2 separate regions of the Danio rerio genome follow, and region 2 is linked to region 1. The links are chromatin contacts, called in public HiChIP or PLAC-seq maps. All regions are on one chromosome and are shown on one strand. Each heading gives the region's core, a stretch centred on a gene start, on an enhancer-like site or on the middle of the called end of the contact. The rest is flanking DNA. Distances are from core to core; before and after follow the strand shown. Region 1 holds the start of kcnh8 (potassium voltage-gated channel, subfamily H (eag-related), member 8). Region 2 holds the start of kat2b (K(lysine) acetyltransferase 2B).

Region 1 (3,758 bases), core at 361-2,860:
CCAAGTGATACACTGACATGTAAGTCAGTGGGCCTGCACATAGTTGAGATCGCACTCTTCTAACTCCTCAGATCTCCAAGAACTGAAATGGATGTCAGTGGCCACTGATCTAAACATCAAAGCAGCCCAAGTGCTTTAACCAAGAGGGGCTGCCCTTGTGCGCTGTCCATGGTGCTGAGCTGGCAGATGCTTAGGCTCAGACCTAAGAGCAGTACTTTGCTTTTGATGCACAAAACATGTGTTGTATTGTATGGATTGTCCAGCAAAAATAAAAAATAAAATACAAATACTAACATACAAACATGAAAGAAAGAAAAAGAAAAAAAAAATCTTTGGAGAAGCATTATGCTCCCAAAAATGAATATATCCCAGAAGTATGAATATATATACAGTGCTCAGCATATATAAGTACACCCCTCACAAATCTATCTTTTAAACTCCTATTTTTATAGGAAGCTAGACAGTATTATATTTGTGCATATACATTAGATTAGTCAGTACTAAAATCAAATCTGAAGCTCAACTACTTTAATAACTTAAGACAACAGTCCAAAAACTAGTACACCAACATGTAAATGTTACAGAAAAATATCAAATACAGAAGTAAAAAAATTGAAAAATTTAATTGAAATTTTGTTGGTTATAATTTTTGTTTTGTGCAAAATTTTGCTTGAAATTAATTGTATATCTTTACAATTTATAAATATGTATGATGATGTTCTAAAAATAGAACACACTTGGCATTTTTGTTTACATTTTTCATATAATATACACTGAAATATTGTGCACTTTAGTTTGCAAGGACCTACACTATTAAGAAACTGCAGGACCCCTTTAAGTTTTTTTCTTGTAAAAAGCACTCTAATCTTTAACAAAATCTACAAAAAAGTACTGTGCATTATTCTGTGTTGACTTTGAAAATAATTTCACTTTAAATTGCTAATTTCCAGACTGTTTGTATTTAAAAAAATCATGACGGGTTTAATTAAATCTGTTGGTATAATTTGGTGAAGGCGAGATAGAAATACTGTCTTAATTTAGCCTTATAATATAACAATTTTTGTTGAAAAAATACTTTTGAATGTAATCTATTTTAATTTATTAACTTTTAAGCAGCGAATTTAATTTGCTAGGTTTTAAACTCATTTGAATATTTATCAATCACAATGCTTTTAATATGTTGTCATTGAATCATTTTAGTTTACTTTTTTTAAACAAACATTTGTAAACAAAGTAGGCTACTTTATGTCATGTACAACAAACTAAACCGTCTCCTTAGAGCCCAAAACCTTTTTACACACAAACAGGGTAAATTGCCATCTCGATAACTCACGTGTGCCGTCAAAACGCGTCGCTATAGTATCCAAAAATGTGTTCTGTGGAGCGAGCAATCCCTTCATAACAGGCATTTTCCCGCCCTGATATCGTATTCCCCATCAAAGTGATGCTGCGATGTCAGAGACAAAGGTATGGATTCTGTTTGATGCACTCCGGTGAAACTGAGCTTTCAGCGGACTGAGACACGGAGGATCCCGTTCCTTCACGAGCGCGCGGGCAGGCTCAGGCTGGATGGGAATGCGCGCCCCCGTGTCCCTGGGAGTGACGCCCGCAGGTGCGCGTCAGGTAAATGGCGCGCGATCGGTCAGTAAAAGCAGCTCGTGAAAATTAATATACAAGCAGATGTGGCGCGCAATATTTCGGTTTATCTGTTCACATTTAAAGAGTAAAGGGCTGGTCCAACCAAAAAATTAAAACTTGCTGTCCCGCAAGTGGCTCCAAATCTATGATTTACTTGGAACAAATAGGCTACTATCTATGTGAATGGTTACAGGTTTCTAACATTCAAAATAAAATCTTCAGCGTTTAACACATGACAAATAAATCAAAAAGGTTTGAAATAAGAGTAAATTGTGACACAATTTTTATTTTTGGTTGAACTATCTCTTTAGGAGACACATATACATATGTGTGTGTGTGTGTGTGTGTGTGTGTGTGTGTGTGTGTGTGTGTGTGTGTGTGTGTGTGTGTGTGTGTTTGTGTGTGTGATCCCCTTTTGTTTGCCTACTATGGAAATATTTGTGTAAGGTATAAATAATCAGCAATAACCATATATTGTTTTCAGCTAAACATATTGTACATGTAAATATATGTTGTCACTATGTGGCTCAATAAAATACATTTTTAAAATATATATTTTTATTAATCTTTATATAACACATTAGAACACAGACACACAAACACACAAACACATATATATAGCAACGAGTCACTCGCTTTTGAAAATTTATATTATAATGCAGATCAAGTAAATACAGACAATATATTTATTTTGGTGCATTTAAAACTGTTTATTAAACAGTTATTCCTTCATTTATTTATTCATTTATTCCTTCATTCATTCATTCATTTCCTTTTGGCTTAGTCTCTTTAGTCATCACGGGTCACCACAGGGGATGAACCGCCAACTTATCCATGTTTTATACAGCGGATGCCCTCCCAGCTGCAACCCAGACCTAGGAAATATCCAGACACTATGGCAAATTTAGTTTTTTTAATTTACCTATAGGGCATGTGTGTGGACTGTGGGGGAAACTGTAGCACCCAGAGGAAACCCACGCCACATTGGGGAAAACATGGGGAAAACATTCAAACAGAAATGCCAACTGACCCAGCCAGGACTCGAACCAGCGACCTTCTAGTTAAACCTATTAAGCAGTCAAATTGTGGCCACTAGCATCTTTAGGAGTAAAAAATTAATTATTCATTCAAAGTCAAATGGGGTATTGCAACTTAATAAAAATTGCAAATTGATAATATATATACACTCTCATTTACACTCATGCACTACAGACAATTTAGCTTACCCATTTCACATCTACCGCATGTCTTTGGACTGTGGGGGAAACCACTGTATGTATATATATATATATATATATATATATATATATATATATATATATATATATATATATATATATATATATATATATATATATATATACGGTATGTGCCGAATACTGTAATGTGCTGAAAACTGTATTGGGTGTACTTGTTTATGCTGGCCACTGTGCATACTACGCTGTGTATATGAGCTTTTTGCATTGTTCTTAACATGTTCTACTTTATTGTATTTTCTAACTACATAGACCAATTAAATTTGTCAATGCATTTAAAACTATTATATTTTTTACATAAAAATGTCCAAAAAGATATTCATTTATGATAGATTTGTCAAAATATATTATAAGAAAAACATGTTTGCCAATTTTTGTATGATTTAAAATATATTTAAAAATATATTTGAAAAAAAATATATAAATATATATTTTATATGGTAGTGGTAAAACTTTTCTAAGAAAATGACAAAAGAAATACAAAAACAGGTTTAAATTTAGAAAGAAGCATTAGTACATACCTTACCCACTTTAGTGCATTGTTAACATAAAGGTAATTAATCATTCTCACAAGATGGCCTAGTTCAGTCAGCGCTGAGCACTCTGTTGAGTGTCTGTTTCACCTTAAGTTAATACAGCTCAGCTGGTTTGGGGTCTTGAGAAAGTCCCCAAAACCTATTTGACCCACCATATAAATTCAAATATATGCATACATGCTTAGAAAAATGTATATAACCTTTGTGTAACAAAAATATGTCTCATCGGCTACAATTATACAAATAGCTGTGGTTTTCTGTCGTATAGTTGCAGTCAAGAAGAGCTTTATTGTTTTTTTCTTTGTATGTTCTTTGCTTTGTGTGTGTT
Region 2 (3,758 bases), core at 558-3,057, 230 kb before region 1:
CCATTATAAAGTGCAACTGCCCACTATTTTCTTTTTTTGCATTTATCCCATTCCTTTTTCCCGTAGGTATTTTTACTAAAGTTCATTAAAGCATTACAAGCTTTGAACCAAATGAAAATTAGACAAAAAGAAAGAGGTGCAAGACTGTGTACATCATGACTAATTCTTTAACAAATTGTTTTTAGAAACTATTTATTTTAAGTTGCTTGCAAAATATGCAAATTTCTTCAAATATTTCAGCAATGCTTGATAACACTCTGATATTCAGCATGACATTATGAATAATGTAGTAGTTCTGCACAAATTCCACTATTAAACATGATTGTTTCGAAAATAAGTTCAATTCATGTAGACCTAGATAAATGTTGAGTGACAGGCTCACAGTAAACACATCATCGGTCACATTTTACAATAAGGTTTCATAAGTTAATGGATTTATTAACATTACTACATAAATATTAATAAACAATACATGTACAAGATTTATTAATCATAGTTCAACATATACTAATACATCATTAAAATCCAAATCGGTGCTTGTTAACATAAGTCAATGCATTGTTAACATGAACTAAATGTAAACTTTATTTCCATTAACATTAGCAAAGATAAATAAACTGTGATAAAGGTATATGTTCAATGTTTATTCATGTTAGTTTTACATTACATTAGTGAGTTCATTAATTAATACAACTTTATTGTAGTCTTACATCATCGAGATGTTGTGGTATGAGAGAGAGAAAAAAAACTTTTTTTTTATTAAAGAATATTAATAGTAAGATATACAAGTACATCATTTATAACACTACAAAGTCAATAAAATAGTCATTTTTACTTCATGATGGCATTAAACGAAACCTTATCTGATAACAAAAGAAAAGCAAAACTAATGCTAAAAATGTCAAATCCAATTTATTGATGCTTTGTTATGTAGCCTAATAGTTATTTCAATGTTTTTATTAACAATTCAATAATGCAAGTTATTGAAATATTTCAACATGAGTAATTTGGCTCTCCGTATGGTTCTAGTGCCTGATCTGATAAGCAGACAACGCCCCCCAGCAACACACCGCGCCCCCAGTAACAGACCACGCCCCTTCAGCAGCTGTCATCCTGTCAAAACAAAGACGCCGCTTTCACCTCTTGAGTAATCAACTTCAGATTGAGTGTTGTGTTGTGGCAAAACTCTCGCACTAAAGCACAACGAGTCCAGTGCGACTTTACAAAACACAAACAAAAAAATCAACAAAAATCACTGCCGAAAGAAGAAATAAATTGTAAACAAGACTCGAGCGCCAAGTGTGCACGTCATTTTGCCCACTACGTTACGGGTAAACACAGCGGTAGTATCTCTGCAGATCACGGAAATGAGCACTTCATGGATACATTTTGGTTTAAGCACTTAATTTAGTTGGCTAGCATAAAGAAACACGCATTCGCAGTTTAAAAGAATGGAGGACAAAGCAACGGCTTTTTGTGCTGTGCTTGCAGATTCAAGAGTGGGTAAAGTAAGGTAACAGCTACTTTCGGCGGTCAGATAAACAAATAAACGCGAACCTCTCCTCCACACTGTAAACGTAAACAATGGTTTTCCGTTAAAACTTACCTTGCACGAGGAATAAACGCCGAGTTTCTCCAGTTTCTTCGGACGCGGGGAGGAGCGGAGCTGCGCCTTCTTGACGGCGATACGTGCAGAACCGACAGCAGCGCCCGAACACTCGGTTCCACCGACTCCTGGAGCAGCCGGAGCCGAGCCTGCCGCGCCCACCGCCGGGGAGCCCTGAGGGATCCCCGTGCTTTCCGACATCGAACCTGCTTGCGCGCTCCGGCTCGAATCCTCGAAGTCCGCCCGCTGTATTCGCTCTCTCTACCCCTCAACAGCGGGATCAGACATGGCGTTCATCCCTGCTTTTTTATTTGACATTGTAAATCCGCTTCGTCTCCACTAGGGGAGGCACGGAATGAATATCCCGTTATTATTCGGAGAGGGATACAAATATGCCGAGATTCTGAGAGAACACTCAAGGTCAAATACATTAAAAGCGTTAGACAGGATTTGTAGGCACATTACTGCTTTGAAAATTCTCCCATCCCCGACTAAGCTGCTGATTTATCTAGCCCAGAAGTTGGACCGACCAGTTTAATAGTCTCCAAAACTTCTCTAAAACCAGCCTGACCAGGCCAGAATGCCATTTTTGATTGGGTTTAGTTTGTCTGCAGAGATTTAAACCAAAGGCTTCTTGAAGTATGAATAACATCATTGTTATAAATAACAGCCTAGCCCTAATGTAATATATGCAGTAAATAATTTTATGATGCTGTGATGAATTTTAGATGGTAAAATATAAAAATATAAAAAAATAACGTAATTTATCTTTTATTCTGTAAACAATTGATGACACTAGGCATGGGACGATAACCGTTTTCAAGGTATACCGGAGTTTGGAAAAGTCAAAGTTTTAAAACTGCTAAAATTTTCTGCTATACCATTCCTAAGGTACGTGTAAGTGTACGTGTGATTTTTTTTTTTTTTGGTCTTTGTTTTTAGGACAACAGTATCTCCAGCAAAAAAAAAATCCAAAAATAACATTTTAAATTGTAAAGAAACGTATAAAGACACCAGAAGTCAAATATATATTTTAATTATTTAGCTTGACATGTTTAATGTTAAAATATTTCGGAAATGTTTCTCAAAATAAAATGTATTGTGTTTAAAGGGGAAAAAGCTTTTTTTTTATACACAGACTTTTGAAAAGAATATATTTTACAGCACAATACCGTGATATTATTATCCAAGGTTATCATACCATCAGAATCTTATACCGGCCCATGCCTAGATGACACTTCTTCTGAATTAAAAAATAAATGTTGTGATCTACAGAATTTTATGTTGCAATTAATATTATTATTTATATAAAATAGCAAAAAGGTGCCATGACTTCTGATAAGTTTCAATTCCTTTTTAGACAACGAAGTACCAATGTTTTAACAATGTGTAAGAGAGAAAAAAAATCATATTTTAGTGCTTGATTTCAAAACACAAAGGGGCAATATATTACTTAAAATTTAAAAGATATTTTTGCAGCCTTTTATAGAATAAAACTAATATAAGCATGTCACTTATACCATCAATAATTAATCTAGTAAATCCAGAGAAGCTGAGAATTTTTAAGTAGTCTGTTAATTGTTTTCATACATGCGTATCTACAGTTGAAGTTGATTTTTTTTTCTTTTTTTTAAATATTTCTAAAACGATGTTTACCAGAGTAAGGAAATTTTCACAGTATTTCCGATAATATTTTTTCTCCTGGAGAAAGTCTTATTTGTTTTAGTTTGGCTAGAATAAAAATAGTTTTACATTTAAAAAAATAACTAAGGTAAATTTTATTAGCCCCTTTAAGCTATATATTTTTTGATTGTCTACAGAACAAACAACTTTTATACAATGACTTTCCTAATTACCCTATCCTGCCTAGTTACCCTAATTAACCTAGTTAAGCCTTCAAATCGGCCTTTAAGCTGAATACTGGCATCTCAAAAAATATCTAGTAAAATATTATGTACTGTCACCATGGTAAACAAAATAAATCGGTTAATAGAAATGAGTTATTAAAAGAATGGTTTAAAAATGTGTTTAAAAAAATCTTTACGTTAAACAGAAATTGGGGGGAAAATATATACGGGGGGCTAATGATTCTGACTTTAACTGCATGCGTATGTATGTACAAATCACAAAACATTCAACTTATTATTGAATA

The links. HiChIP or PLAC-seq counts read pairs in DNA pulled down with a chosen protein or histone mark.
Region 2: a contact with region 1 is called in an H3K4me3 HiChIP or PLAC-seq map of embryo, with 3 times the contacts expected there. The contact joins the promoter of kat2b here to the promoter of kcnh8 in region 1. A contact is called at or near these places in 2 of 4 datasets of contacts at active chromatin or transcription factors (caudal fin and embryo).

Annotation. Positions count from the first base shown.
Region 1 is chr19:22,892,988-22,896,745 of GRCz12tu, reverse strand. It overlaps kcnh8 (potassium voltage-gated channel, subfamily H (eag-related), member 8), which reads right to left and starts at 1,610. Exons shown (of 18, transcript XR_012395037.1): 1 at 1,334-1,610.
Region 2 is chr19:23,122,574-23,126,331 of GRCz12tu, reverse strand. It overlaps kat2b (K(lysine) acetyltransferase 2B), which reads right to left and starts at 1,807. Exons shown (of 18, transcript NM_001045034.1): 1 at 1,607-1,807. The coding sequence starts at 1,807.